2 separate regions of the Zea mays genome follow, and region 2 is linked to region 1. The links are chromatin contacts, called in public Hi-C maps. All regions are on one chromosome and are shown on one strand. Each heading gives the region's core, a stretch centred on a gene start, on an enhancer-like site or on the middle of the called end of the contact. The rest is flanking DNA. Distances are from core to core; before and after follow the strand shown.

Region 1 (6,420 bases), core at 940-3,439:
GAATTGGTTGTGAAATGAAAACCTAAAACAGATGTAGGACCAAATTACCTCGCCAACGTCATTTTGGAATCTTCTAAGGAGTTCGATAGCTTCTTTTTTGTACAAGTTTTCCCGTCCTTTCAGGTTCACAATTATCTTAACCTGGAAAAGGCGGTCTCAAACAATAAGTTCTGCTAAAAAATACACGCAGACGCAGTCACGTGCTTGTACAAACATCTCTCATCACCTTGTCGCCAGCTTTAAGAAACTTTTTTGCAGCTTTAAGCCTCACGCTGTAATCATGGATGTCAATGTTGTATCTGGCAGGCAAATGCATACAGAATTCAACACCAACTCATTAACTTATAATAACACATGTGTCTGTTGTAATTCAGGAGCCTTATGATGCCACAGACAAATCAATAAATTATTGCACAATTGCCAGAAATATACTATGCCAACACCAATCGATCTATCTAAGAAATTTTGCATTTCCAATATGGCAATTGGCAAATAGCTCAAAGTAGCTCTAGCCAAGTTTGCCTCAAAAGTTTTATTAGTTCTTACATGCTAGAAGTTACTTAGCTATGCAAGGTGGAATAAAATAAGACCTATCCTTCTGGTCTAATAAAAAGTTCCAGAAAATGCAGCAGTTTAGATATAAGGGTCAATAACCAATGGAACTGAAACAAAATTCAAACTGAGATGATTCGTACCCCATTTTCAGCTCCTTCAAGCCCATGCGTTTCGCTGCAAGGAATAAACATCAAACTCAATTCCTTTGAATCTTTATCAACAAAATCGGCAGAAAAAGAATGGTTCAATAAGCATACCGACAGATCTTTTCTGCTGAATCTTTTTCTTCTTCTGTTGTTCATACCTATGTTTTCTGTACAAAACCAACAAAAATGCATTCATATGATCCTAAAATGAATAAAGTCTGAATCAAACAAACCATGCGACTATACAATCTTTTTTTTTCTAAAAGCATTTAAACTATAGGTTGGTGTGTTGTTAATTGCAACATACTTGTAATCTCTCTCATCAAAGAGTCGAAGTACTGGGGGGTCCCCATCCATTGATAATATTGCCTGAAATAGAAAATATCAGCAATCCTAATTGGTGTACATTAGTAGTAGACTAATAGCAAGTGTCGTCTGATGAATGAACGTCTGGTATAAGGTAAGCATATGTCCTGTTTATGAAGGCAGTTTGCAAAGCTAGTTCATGCGCCTGCAGATATTGCACCGAGCAGGGAATAAAAAACTATCGTGTTCACTTTGTTGCTCTAGTAGCAAGTAGCTAGTGTTAGGGCCAGAGTTTTTAGCCATCGCATGACAACTCATGACTGCTACAATAATCATTTATGCTAGTGAACAATCCTCAGTTACTCTCTGTACAACATTTATGCTGAAATGTATCCTTTTGGAGGAAAAGAATAAGTAAAAACATCTGAGGCAAATAGCGTACCAGTATAAGATCATTATCGTCTGCAATCTGAACTGCCTCGCTGACAGATACTACACCAACCTACATATATATATGTAGGAAAACAATGAAGAGGAATGCCCAAATGAACAGCTAATCTAACGATGCACAACAATGAAATCTAAAATTAGCGAAGCAGCATAACTAGAGATGAGAATTACCATTCTTTTCTGTTCGTCCAATAGCCTTACGGTCGAGGACCTAACAAAGAGAGGCACCACGCAACGTGAACACACGTAGACGACCACGGCAGCAGTTAATAGTATAGATTTGCAACGACGGATACATGTTATATATGTAAATATAAAATATAAGGCACGCGAGAGGCGAGACGTACTCGATGCGTTCGATGTCAAGGGCCGGGTCGTAGTCGGGGTCGGGCCCGCGGTCCCTCCTCCCCCAGCCTCCGCCACCCCCGAGCCCTTCCTCATCTTCCTCCTCCTCCTCGCCCTCGACCTCGTACGAGGACGAGTACCGCGCGACAACCACGAGCCTCTCCGGCGGCGCCCGCGCCCGCGCCCGCGGCCTGGCCGGGAGCCGCGCCGAAGAGGAGGGGCGCGAGGCGTGGAAGGAAGCGCCGGGACGGCAAGGCACGCGGGACACTGCCGGCGCGAGGGCGACGCCGACCATGGCCGGCGGTGGTCGAGCGCGAGCACGGGCACGGCGGCAGCCGGTAGGCCTTATCTGCTTCGAGGGCTTTCGCCGCGGGAAGCGAAAGAAACGAGTGGAGTGGAGGGGACGATGAGAGCCCTTCCGGTGGGGGTCTGGGCGAAGGGACGTGGGCCTTAGTGTTATGAGCCTCGTAGTGAATCCCGTTTTGTTGTGGACTGGGTCTGGGCCTGAGTGATGAGGTCACTTACGTTCTGGGCCTTCGAGGATTTCGTCTCCGCTTCGATTTCGTTCCAAAATCTCCAGTATACCGGACTTGAATCCAGTCACGAGGTTCGCCTGGATTTCCCGGATCGAGATTTGTGGCGTCCAATCTCCTCCGAATTGCTGAAGTGAAGACGGTAAACGACAGTGTTTCCATCCGTACTTTGCGGTGGTAGGTTAAGATCCGTTGAGCCCGGAATGAAGCTGCTAAAATAGGATGTAGTACAATAGGTAACACTATTTAATACTGTTTTACAGAATAAAATTTGAAATAGAAGATGAGATAGATGATGAAATAGGACTAGGGATCACATTTAGAGGTGTCAATGGAGCCGCATACCCGTTAACCATGGCGATGACAATTAGGGTATATTTAGGAGAAAGGGGAATGTAGGAGATTAGAGGAAATAAAATCTTCTTGTTATTAAATTTTATATAGTAAGGAGATTTTAGCCCCTCCAATCCACTCATTTCCTTTTCTCCTAAACAAGTTGTTAGGGGTAGGATATGTGAGGATTTTAATCTCCATGGGTACATATTTAGAGAAATTCTTCACCCATTGGGTGTGTGGGTATGAATATGGAAAAGCATAAATTCGTACCTGATTACACATGGGTATAAGCATGACAACTAACCATATCGCTCGCAACTCTTTTAAGCACCCATCTATCTATATGTGTACTTTTGGGCTGGGCCTCATGGGCCGGACCGAAGCACGGAAAAAAGCACGACCCAGGCACGGCACGACTCAAAATATTTTAGTGTCGAGCCGGGTTTGGGCCAAGGTCGCGGCCCATGGGCGGGCACGAGCACGACCCATTTAAGGCAGGCACGGAATGACCCATATAGAGACACGAAATGCCCATATCTATACTGTACTTAAAGCACCAGTTTCAACGTCGTCCCGTCATGCCGGCCTGCTGACTATGCCAGACCAGCCTGTTAGCCTGTCGACCCATTTGATTAAATCAACGTAAAATGTTAAAAAATGGTGCATGAGATGGGATTCGAACCCATGCCCTGATGAAAGAAGTCCATCAGGGCGACAGACACTGGGTGAAAGTGTCTAACCAGTAGAACATCATACTAAGATGTTTTTAATATTGAATATAAATTGTATATACGTATATACGTTTTTTGTAAAATAAAAAATATAATCGTGTCAGGCCGGGCCAGCACTACGAGCCGAGGCTATAGCCCAAGCACGACACGTCGTTCTTGCCTTTTGCAAGCATTAGGTCGTTTCTGAGACCACATTGGCGCAATGGGCTTCATGGTGTTTGAGGTTGCTGAATTGAATGGAGCAACAATGATTTGTCACACTAACAGTAAAAGGAAAGGTTATTTATTGGTTTTAAATGTTAGTAATTGCTACGAAGTAGCATAATTTATATGTAGCGCATCCAGTGTTTATTGGTGCCTGACTTTAACAATCACTTCATATTTTGATCTATCTTTTTTATAAGTTTGAGTTCATGTGACTTATTTTAGAAACTTGAGCTCACAAACTTTTTCTTATTTGGTCTCTGTATCGTGGAATTATATCATTTTATAATTTCTGTTCGTTCAGTCAGTCGTCGTTGTGAACTCTCTTCTAATTGCACACTTCATTGGCCGCGTTGTACCAAGACATATTACATGGAGTAAACAATAACATCAATTAGCCAAATCAAAAGAATATTATACGAAGAGCAGGGACAATCAATAAAAAATATTGAGATCTTTTTGGTTGACAGTTTACGTGGGTATTGTTGTAAGCCGTCGCAACGCACGGGCAACCGACTAGTATTTATTAAAACTGCACTGCATTCCACATTTTCATTTACTTGATAAAGAACATAAAGTTAGAGATAATGCTAGTTAGATGTTTTTTTGTAGCTTTGAATTGGAGTATGTGATGTAATTTTACTTTTATTATGAACATTAGATAATAAACTGAACTTACGAACTTTGTATAGAGCTGATTTTACTTCTTTTTCCTTCTAACAAAATGATTTGTAAACGAGGTAGTCGTTGCATAGCTCTCGTAACTTTAATACAAATATTAAGTTTGTTTTTGTTCAGATTTATTTGGCTTATCTTTTATTTGTTTTATTAAATTTGTTTTGAATTTAGGGTTCTGATATGAATTTCGGGCCAAAAAATTAATTTCAGGCTTTTATAATTTCGGGCCACACAAAATGAGCCCGACACGTTTAAGTAATTATGTGCCGGGTCGTGGGCCGAGGGCTAGGCCCATGGACCAGCCCGACCCGAAATTCAAACGGGTCAAGCCGAAATTCAAATAATACGGGTCTTTTCGGGCTTGGGCGGCCCGACCCGAATGTACACCTATACATCTACCCAACACAGGCATGCAGCCACTAACCGCCTCATCCATTAGCCCACGTGTCACTTTGTTTTTGTTGTTTTATATGGTTAAACAATGTTTTTCTTTTTACATGTTAAATTTATTGGTGATATATTGTTGTTGGGTGTCACGTGTGTCAAATAAAATATAATGTGATAATGTTTTTTTGTTGGAGATGGAGACCCAATAAGGAACCAATACGTGAATGGGGATATGTATGGGATGAACCTTATACCTATAATGGGTATAGGTACGAAGATGGGGATAAGTATAGCTTCATGGCAATGGGTACGAGGTGTCCAAATCCAATGGAGAATTCCCCATTGACACCTCTAATCACAATGGATCGACTTTTGATCGGGTGGAGCAAAAATCCACCCATGATCACACGTGAAGTCTATCTAAACCCACTCGTGATCGTATCGTAGGTGCAATTCCAAACCCGCATCTGAACCTATCGGGTTTCGAGTCACACGCAGATTTTTACTCAGTACACATTTTTAAACAATATTTCGGCTATAAGAAATTAAGAACCGTGAATAATTGAGTTATATCTACGAATTTATGTCTTTCCATGTTGAGGAGTAACAAAACATTTCATGAATTATTAGCCAAGTTACTTATCAAACTAATTACTATTGTATCTTAATTATTTTTGTGCAAAATAAAGAATAAACCAAATTTCAAATCGGGTGTGGGTCAACGCGGGTTAAAATAGAAACCCACACCCACAAATGTGAAACTTCAGGTCGAGTGCGGGTGCACCTATAGGTAAAAAAACTTCACCTATATCGCACCCGTCGAGTCGGATACCCGTCGGGTTTTGGATTTGCAAGTTAATTTGCCATCCCTAACTGGGACGGTCTCCAGCGTACTACCTTTATGATTCCCTATCACACTTCTTATTTTAAAAATCGATTTTCTAAACAGTGCAATTTATAGCAAAAAAATAATATTTTACACGTCTATACGAGCCTAAAGACATCAGAAGCGACCATCGCGGTCGATGCCTAACTATCATCAACAACACCAAACACCGCCGATGTTGCCCTTCCATATAGAGCAACGTATGGGCTAAGGTTGTCTCCTGTCCATATCTTTTATTTCAATCTTTAGAAACACGATCGGTTGATCATAACCTTAGAGCTATCACGTTCTTGTTGGGAAAGAAAAAGAGAAAAGCTTGTTGTTTATAGAAATGGCAACGGGTCTCGATTCCCGATTCTCCACGGGAAATTTCTGAGAGCACCTAGAGGGGGTGAATAGGTGATCCTGTAAAACTTAAACTTTAATGCCACAAAACTTGGTTAGGAGTTAGCACAATAAAGCCAAGGAGCTAGATAAGAGTCTTTGCAAGACACGATAACCACAAGAAGATCAATCACAGATAGACACAGTGGTTTATCCCGTGGTTCGGCCAAGTTCAACACTTGCCTACTCCACGTTGTGGCGTCCCAACGAACGAGGGTTGCAATCAACCCCTCTCAAGCGGTCCAAAGACCCACTTGAATACCTGAGAGCACCTAGAGGGGGGTGAATAGGTGATCCTGTGAAACTTAAACTTATAGCCACAAAAACTTGTTAAGTGTTAGCACAATAATCGCCAAGTGGCTAGAGAGGAGTCTCAACAAAACACAATACCACAAGAGATCAAACACAGAGATGACACAGTGGTTATCCCGTGGTTCGGCCAAGACCAACGCTTGCCTACTCCACGTTGTGGCGTCCCA
Region 2 (6,970 bases), core at 1,744-4,243, 170 kb after region 1:
TCAAACAGTGCTGTTAAACAGTGTTCGGATGGCAGCTAGACTGTACTGAGATTTTGGGCATTGAACAGGGGCAATTCAGTCTTTATGTCCAGTAATAATAGCTGTGTGCAAAGTTTTAGTCACCGGAACCAAACGGTAGATTTTAGTGACTAAAATTTAGTCACTAAAGTTTAGTCCAACTAAACTTTAGTAGTACCGAATCCAAACAGGGCCTAAGGTGGGAGTGAGACCGACCCATGCCCAAGGGGAAAATATAGCAGGATCTATCTAGGGGAGGTACTTCTAGGTTAGTTTGGAAGCCACAAAATTAGAGAAGATTAAAGGGACTAAAATCTCACTCTTATTCAATTTTTAAATAAGAGGAAGATTTTAGCTCCTCTGATCCACTACGATTTTGTGGATCCCAAACTAACCCCTCCAGTCCTACCGTACAGAAGAGGGAGTGAGAGTAAGGGTGAGGTAGAGACATATTCGAAAAGCTGATAGCACAAATCTAGTTACCCTCCTACCCTAGCGGCCTCTTTAGATTCTTGTGGTAAATAGTTTGTCGACTAATTTTATCACTTAACCTCTAAATAGGCCGACTAACAAATTGCCTAATTGTTAGCCGAATTGTTGGCAAACAGTTTGCCATTAGTTATTTGACTTTGCTAATAGATCGTATAAAAACACCTATTAATCAAGTCTCCAAACACACACTGGCTAGTTTTGGTAGCTAATTATTTACCAGCTAATTGTTAGACACTGTCAAACAATAAGCTAGTAGCACTGAAACAGGGCCTTATACTGTTGCGGACTAATGGTCCAAAGCGATAATTAAGCGAGCAGCACTCCTACTCCTACTCGTACAGTGCAGGGCGCGCAGGGCATCTTGCTCGGGCCTCTGGCAGCGCCATTAATCTCTGATCTACCACTAGCACTAGCAGGAGGGACAAGCTAGACTGCCTCAGGTCAGGTAGCAGGCGAGTACTTCCACGCAGGAAACTGTTAGGCCGTTAATGACACACGCTATCATTCTACCTGCTACTAGTCCCCAGCTGATTTTTAAGTAGTAGTACTGGTATAGCTTCTGTACTGTACAGGGCACACGGCAGCGGCAGCGGCAGCAGCAGCTGAACGAGATTAGAAATATGATTAGGCGTAAATCAACTCATGGGACGCGAGGGGGGTGGCAGCGGCATCATTCTCGTCTGCCCCTCGCGGGGGGACACCACAGCCCGATGCCGCTGCACCTGCACGCTCTGCTCGCTCGCTCGCTGCTGCCGGCCGACGTGGACAGAGAGAGAGACACGCACAACTGACAAGCGATCCGGGCCGGGCTACAGGGAGGGGAAATTATTGGGCCCTGACGGCCTGGTGTTTTTTAATCGGGTCAAATTGGCAGCGTCGGCAGCCGGGCGTGACGAGACGAGAAATCGCTTTCGTCGTCTTCTTTTTTCGGTTCGACGTGCGCGTCTCTCTGTAATCTGTATGCAGTGAAGAAAGCCGAAAGTCGACACTTATGTGGACTCGCGCATACGTACGTACGTACGTAGACTAGTGCATGTCCCGCATGTGAGGTGGCACACGAACTGTTTCCATATCGACACACTGTATTCATCCATATCCGCAATAGTGTACGCGTTGATTATTTACAGTGGGCGTGGTATCCATATCGATCGATCTGATGGCAGCACGCTAGCAGAGCAAAGGTATGGGCTGCATATCCATCCATCTGCAACTGCAACACATGTATAGACTATAGTATGTATGTACACAATGTTTTTGAACGGCCTGTGGACAGCTAGCGTGTCTGCGTGTGCACGTGTCGTCTCTCTATGACACACGCAGAGGCAGAGAGAGAGAGAGAGAGAGAGAGAGAGAGAGAGAGAGAGAGAGAGAGAGAGAGAGAGAGAGAGAGAGAGAGAGAGGAAAGACTAGTAATAAATGTACATATAGCCTGGATTGGTACAGTATAGGTAGCCAATTGCATGCAGCAGGCTACTGCGTAGTGTACGCGCGCGTCAAGGCTAGTTGCATCTTGACTCTACTCTTGCTCCTTACCAAGGCAGGGCGAGCCATGATCCGTCTCCTCTCCTCTCCTCTCGCCTTGTCAACGTTGCTTGCGGCGTACCACCGCCATCCACTTTTGCATCCTGCTACCTAGGCTAGCTAGCAGTACTTCCAGATCGATCTGGCCGTGGCCGGCCATGACGAACCATCCGCCATCGTCTTTAATTTGTTGTTTTAACTTTGGTAGGTTCATTTCGACGCGACCTTGCTGTAATGCGTGCAGTGCATGTTCACGCATACTCTCTCATTGCTCAGTCTCTCTTGGACACTTGTGCAGCTTTTGTTTTGAGCGAACCCAACCACGCGACGCGCGCGGGCGGGGCGTGGCGTGAGGACGAGGGAAACCGAATGTGTGTAGCAGCCGCAGCCGCAGCCAGAAAGGGGGAGCGCCGCGCCGCGCGACTGCGAGCCATTTATGGCCTTGGTCATCTCATCCCTACGGCCACGTACCACCAGTGCAGCAGCAGGCACAGGCAGGCGGGGGTGACGGCTCGGCGCGCGCGCCCTTCTCCTTCTCAATCTCGGCTCCTCCTCCGCCTCGCGCACTCTCTCTCCTTCTGCGGCTCTGCTGCCGACTGCACGAGACGCACGAGCTGACCTGCCAAGGCCGGAGCGCACACTATTAATGGCGGCGTAGCGTAGCTCAACTGCCCCCTCCTTCCCTCTCCCTCCCATCCCTCCCCGCGCCGCAGAGCCACCAGCCACAGCGAGCGTAAATGATGCCACCACCCCACCCCGCACAGGGCACACCACCACCACCTCCTCGCCCGATCCAATGCCCCATTATTACCGCGACGACCACCCCACAGCTAGCTAGCCAGTAGCCACCACTACCACTAGCAATACCTGAGCGCGCGGCCCTCCGCTCGCTCTCCACCCTCCAGGCCGGCAGCCATCCGGCCGGCCACGATAAATACGCAGCAGCAGCTCGCGTACTGCGTACACACCGTCGCGAGCTAGCTAGCTGCTAGCCACACCACACCTTTCTCTGCCCACGCACAAAAGCCATGGCGACGACGCGGCCTCGCGGTGAGGGTGGGGCGGCGAGCGGCGCGCTGGTCATGGCGATCGTCGTCGTCGTCGCCATCGTCCTGCTGCTGCTGCCATATGGAGCCGGCGCGGAGGAGTGCGAGGACGGCATGAGCACCCGGGCGCGCGCGGGCGACCGCGTGGAGGCGCTGCCGGGGCAGCCGGCGGTGGCGTTCGCGCAGTACTCCGGGTACGTGGCGGTGGACCGGGACCGCGGCCGCGCGCTCTTCTACTGGCTGACCGAGGCCGTCGGCGACGACGCGGCCGCCAAGCCCCTCGTGCTCTGGCTCAACGGAGGTTAGTCAGTGACCCCTCCACCTGCAGTCAGAGCTTATTAGCTCATTTTTTTCATGCAATAATCAGCAATCATGTGGTTCCTCGCTCGTCCTCCGTGGTCAACGACGATGCCATTGCATGATATGATGTTACCATCATATGGGAGTTATTACGTCGTCCTCGAGATCAGTCAGTCAGTCGGTCTTTCCATGCGAGGGAAGATAGCTAGCTAGCTACGGAGCTCTTTTTCTTACCTTTGCTGTGGGGGGTTTTGGAGTATAAGTATTTTTTTTAAAAAAAAAACGTGACCAAGACAAAGCTTTTCAAAGCTTTTTGACACGGACTCCAAAGTTCAAACTGCCTGTCATCTCACCACACGCCTTGCCGGTTGCCTCTTCCTTCCCAACGGAGAAAAAGTACCTACCATTCTGTTGCTCCTCCTCCTCCCAGCTCCTCTACGTACCCTCCGTTCTCCTCTGACTCCAAGCAAGCAACTACTACCGTAGCGCGCGTGTGTGTGAGAATTAGTGGTCGCTGCGTGCATGAGGAAGGTACGTCCTAGAGAGTAGTACAGTGTGCAGCGCAGTACGTAGTAGTAAATGGGGGTGAGTAAATGTTGCGAAGAGACGTGACCACGGCCTGAACAAACATTACATGTGTGTGTGCATGGTCTGCAGCAGAGGTGCAGGAGCTAGCTGCCTATAGCCTACTACGTGCCGGCGTTGTCTTGCCCTTTTTGTTTTGGCCTCTTGGAATGAAGCGACCGAAGCCTATAGGCGGTGTACTTATTGCTACTAGCTACTAGCTACTAATACTACTAGTAGTGTGATGGAGAAGGGGACAACAAAGCCACCATGGATTAGGACAGTACTGCTGCCTCACAGTTACTTATAATTAAGTACTCCTATCTGACAAACCTAAGTACACAATGTTTGCATCATTAGTAGCTCCTAGTATGCCAAAAGCACTGCCGAGCCTTTTTTTTATCATACTACTACTATTAATCACCAGACGGCGGCGGCGGCGGCAGCAGCAGCTGTGGTGTCGCTTCTGCGGCGTTCGCTTGCTGCTGTACGTACCAGGCCGGTGTCGATCCGCCAGATGTATGCATGTGACACTGGCACAGTAGTACTCTACTATATCCGAGTCGACTCCTCCTACTCTCTATCTATCAACCGTGCTTGGTTCGTTCGGTTGCAACTCGTGTCCGATCGACGTTGCATTCAGATTCTCTTCATGTGATTATTCGGTATTATTCAGACGGGAACGGGACACGACACGACTCTCTTGTTGTACCAAATTAATGCTAGTCGTAAGCTCCAACCAGGGGTTTCTTGGATCCCAGCCCAGGCGATCTGACTGACTGTTTTTGCCAGTAAAACCCTCTGATCTCTCACTCACTCGCACGCACACCACTGCTGCCTGCACTGGTTCTGGTAGCATTATTTGCTGCCGCTGCACGTACCTGGCGCGTGGCTGTGTGCAATGCATGCAGGCGCCAGCAGCAGCGTTGCCGTCCGCGGCAGCATCGCCGCCCAGCGCCAGCAGCTGCAGCCATGCATGAATGAATGAATGATGAGATAATACCAACAGTAGTATCGGGCGGGAAAAAAAATCTCTTCGGGTTCCTCGTCGCTCCCTCCATGCTCCATCGCAGATCCAGAGTCACTCTGAACGTGAATGGACTGAACCTGATGAATGCCGCGAAGCAGCAGGCAGGCAGGCAGCGTCCTTGGAGATCGACGCAATCTTAGCCACAGGCCGCGTATAGGTGTGCGTACCGCATGCGTGATGCGTCCGTGGTGGCCGTGACCCGGTGACTCAGCCCCAGGTCCCCCAGCTGAGCTCTCCTCTCAGCAGAAGATCATGTGACCGCGCGAGCGAGCGGCACGGCAAGCAGCCAAGCAGGGGCCCGAGACTGCGGCGGAAACGAAATGATGATGAAGCTGCTGCCTGCTGGCGGCCTGCGTCTGCGTGCGTGACTGATGGATCGTGGGAGATGGCTGGCCCAAACCCCAAAAGCTCCGCGTGTAGCTAGGGCCGCGGCACCACCACCTTTTGGCTGTTTGTTTTCGTCGTAAATCTCCGTCCCGCTGGGCGCGCTGCCGGAGTCGCCGTCGCCCAGCCCCCAGCCGATTATTCTTATTCTCTTTGCTTCGCCTCGCCTCCTGTCGTCGTCGTCATCATCATCGCCCCCGGCTGCTAAACACCAACAAGTGCCCTTGCCCCACATGGCCACCCACATTACCCCACAACCGGCAGGGCACGGGCAACTTGACATGCATGGCAACGACGCACAGGCACAGCAGCTTGCTCGATCGCTCGGTGTCACTGCGTGTGTTCGTGTGGTGCTTGCCTCTGTACTACTGCACTGCACGCACACACGCAGGGATGCAGAGGGCCACTCCCACTCGCATCGCATGCGTGTGTGGCCTTCTTCTTTTTTCCCCTGCTGGGTGCTGCTGCCACCCAAAAGCAAAGCTAAGAACGGCCATGCCATGCGTATATATATATAACCCAAATAGCACATTAGCAGAACCGTCAAAGCACATATATACATGCCTGCCGTCGTGCTACAGTACTACACCGCAGTGGGGCATGGTGGCGCGCGAGGGAGAGTGAGGGCCAGCGCGCCATGCCCGCGCGACACGCACTGGCCAGTGGCAGTGGCACAGGCACACCCCCACGATCTCCCCACCTGGGTCCTGGGCTCCACAGCTGCATGCCTCGCCACCGCCAGTCGCCACCACCATGGAACGGACGGCTACGGTGGACTTGTTTGCTCTCTTTGACTCGGTGCCTGCCTCGGGAAACGTGGTCTCTACATGCTTCCGCTTCCGCCTATATGCATATGCATTGCCTGCTATAGTACCAGCTGTGTAATAGTATGTACAGTTCTGATGGCCTGGCACTGGCAGGTCCTGGATGCTCGTCGGTGGCGTATGGAGCGTCGGAGGAGATCGGCCCGTTCCGGATCAAACCAAACGGGACAGGCCTGTTCCTCAACAAGTACTCATGGAACAGAGGTGAGAAACAAAGAAAGAAAGAAAAAAACCCTTAAAACTCTTAATTAATCAACATCAACGACTGCCCGTTCCCTTGTGTTGCAGAGGCAAACCTTCTGTTCCTCGAGTCGCCCGCGGGAGTCGGCTTCTCCTACGCCAACACCACCTCGGACCTCAAGACGTCGGGCGACGAGAGGACCGGTACGTACGTAGTGAACTCTGCTGCTGGGCCATCGAGCTAGCTAGCAGCTAGCTCCTCAGACTCTGACGATGCCTGAAATGAAACGCCATTAGCAGCTGTGTCACTGGTCAGGTAGTCCCAGCTAGCTGACGCCGTTGCGAAATGTGAATTGTTGGCTGCAGCTCAAGACGCGCTGCAGTTCCTGGTCAGCTGGATGTCACGGTTCCCGCAGTACCGGCACCGAGATTTCTACATCGCCGGAGAAAGCTACGCGGGTGAGTCATGTCACTCGCTGCCATTGCTGATCCACAGGGACACACACCAGCTAGCTGTCCAAGAGTTTTCTTTTTTTTTATGCTTCAATCTGTTCACTTTGCTTGCTTCCACAGGCCACTACGTCCCCCAGTTGGCAAGGAAGATCGTCGAG

What was found. Hi-C and Micro-C count contacts between places; a contact is called where the count stands out from the background.
Region 2: a contact with region 1 is called in a Hi-C map of tassel, with 5 times the contacts expected there. The contact joins the promoter of LOC100284338 here to the promoter of LOC100193325 in region 1. A contact is called at or near these places in 11 of 25 Hi-C or Micro-C datasets (bundle sheath, ear, leaf and 5 more) and 1 of 3 datasets of contacts at active chromatin or transcription factors (seedling).

What each region holds. Positions count from the first base shown.
Region 1 is chr5:221,775,575-221,781,994 of Zm-B73-REFERENCE-NAM-5.0, forward strand. LOC100193325 (embryo defective12) reads right to left here and starts at 2,190. Exons shown (of 10, transcript NM_001138462.2): 1 at 1,805-2,190; 2 at 1,629-1,668; 3 at 1,450-1,509; 4 at 1,009-1,070; 5 at 813-868; 6 at 696-729; 7 at 227-299; 8 at 49-141. The coding sequence starts at 2,097.
Region 2 is chr5:221,946,567-221,953,536 of Zm-B73-REFERENCE-NAM-5.0, forward strand. LOC100284338 reads left to right here and starts at 2,994. Exons shown (of 9, transcript NM_001367186.1): 1 at 2,994-3,378; 2 at 6,276-6,383; 3 at 6,468-6,563; 4 at 6,726-6,818; 5 at 6,933-6,970. The coding sequence starts at 3,060.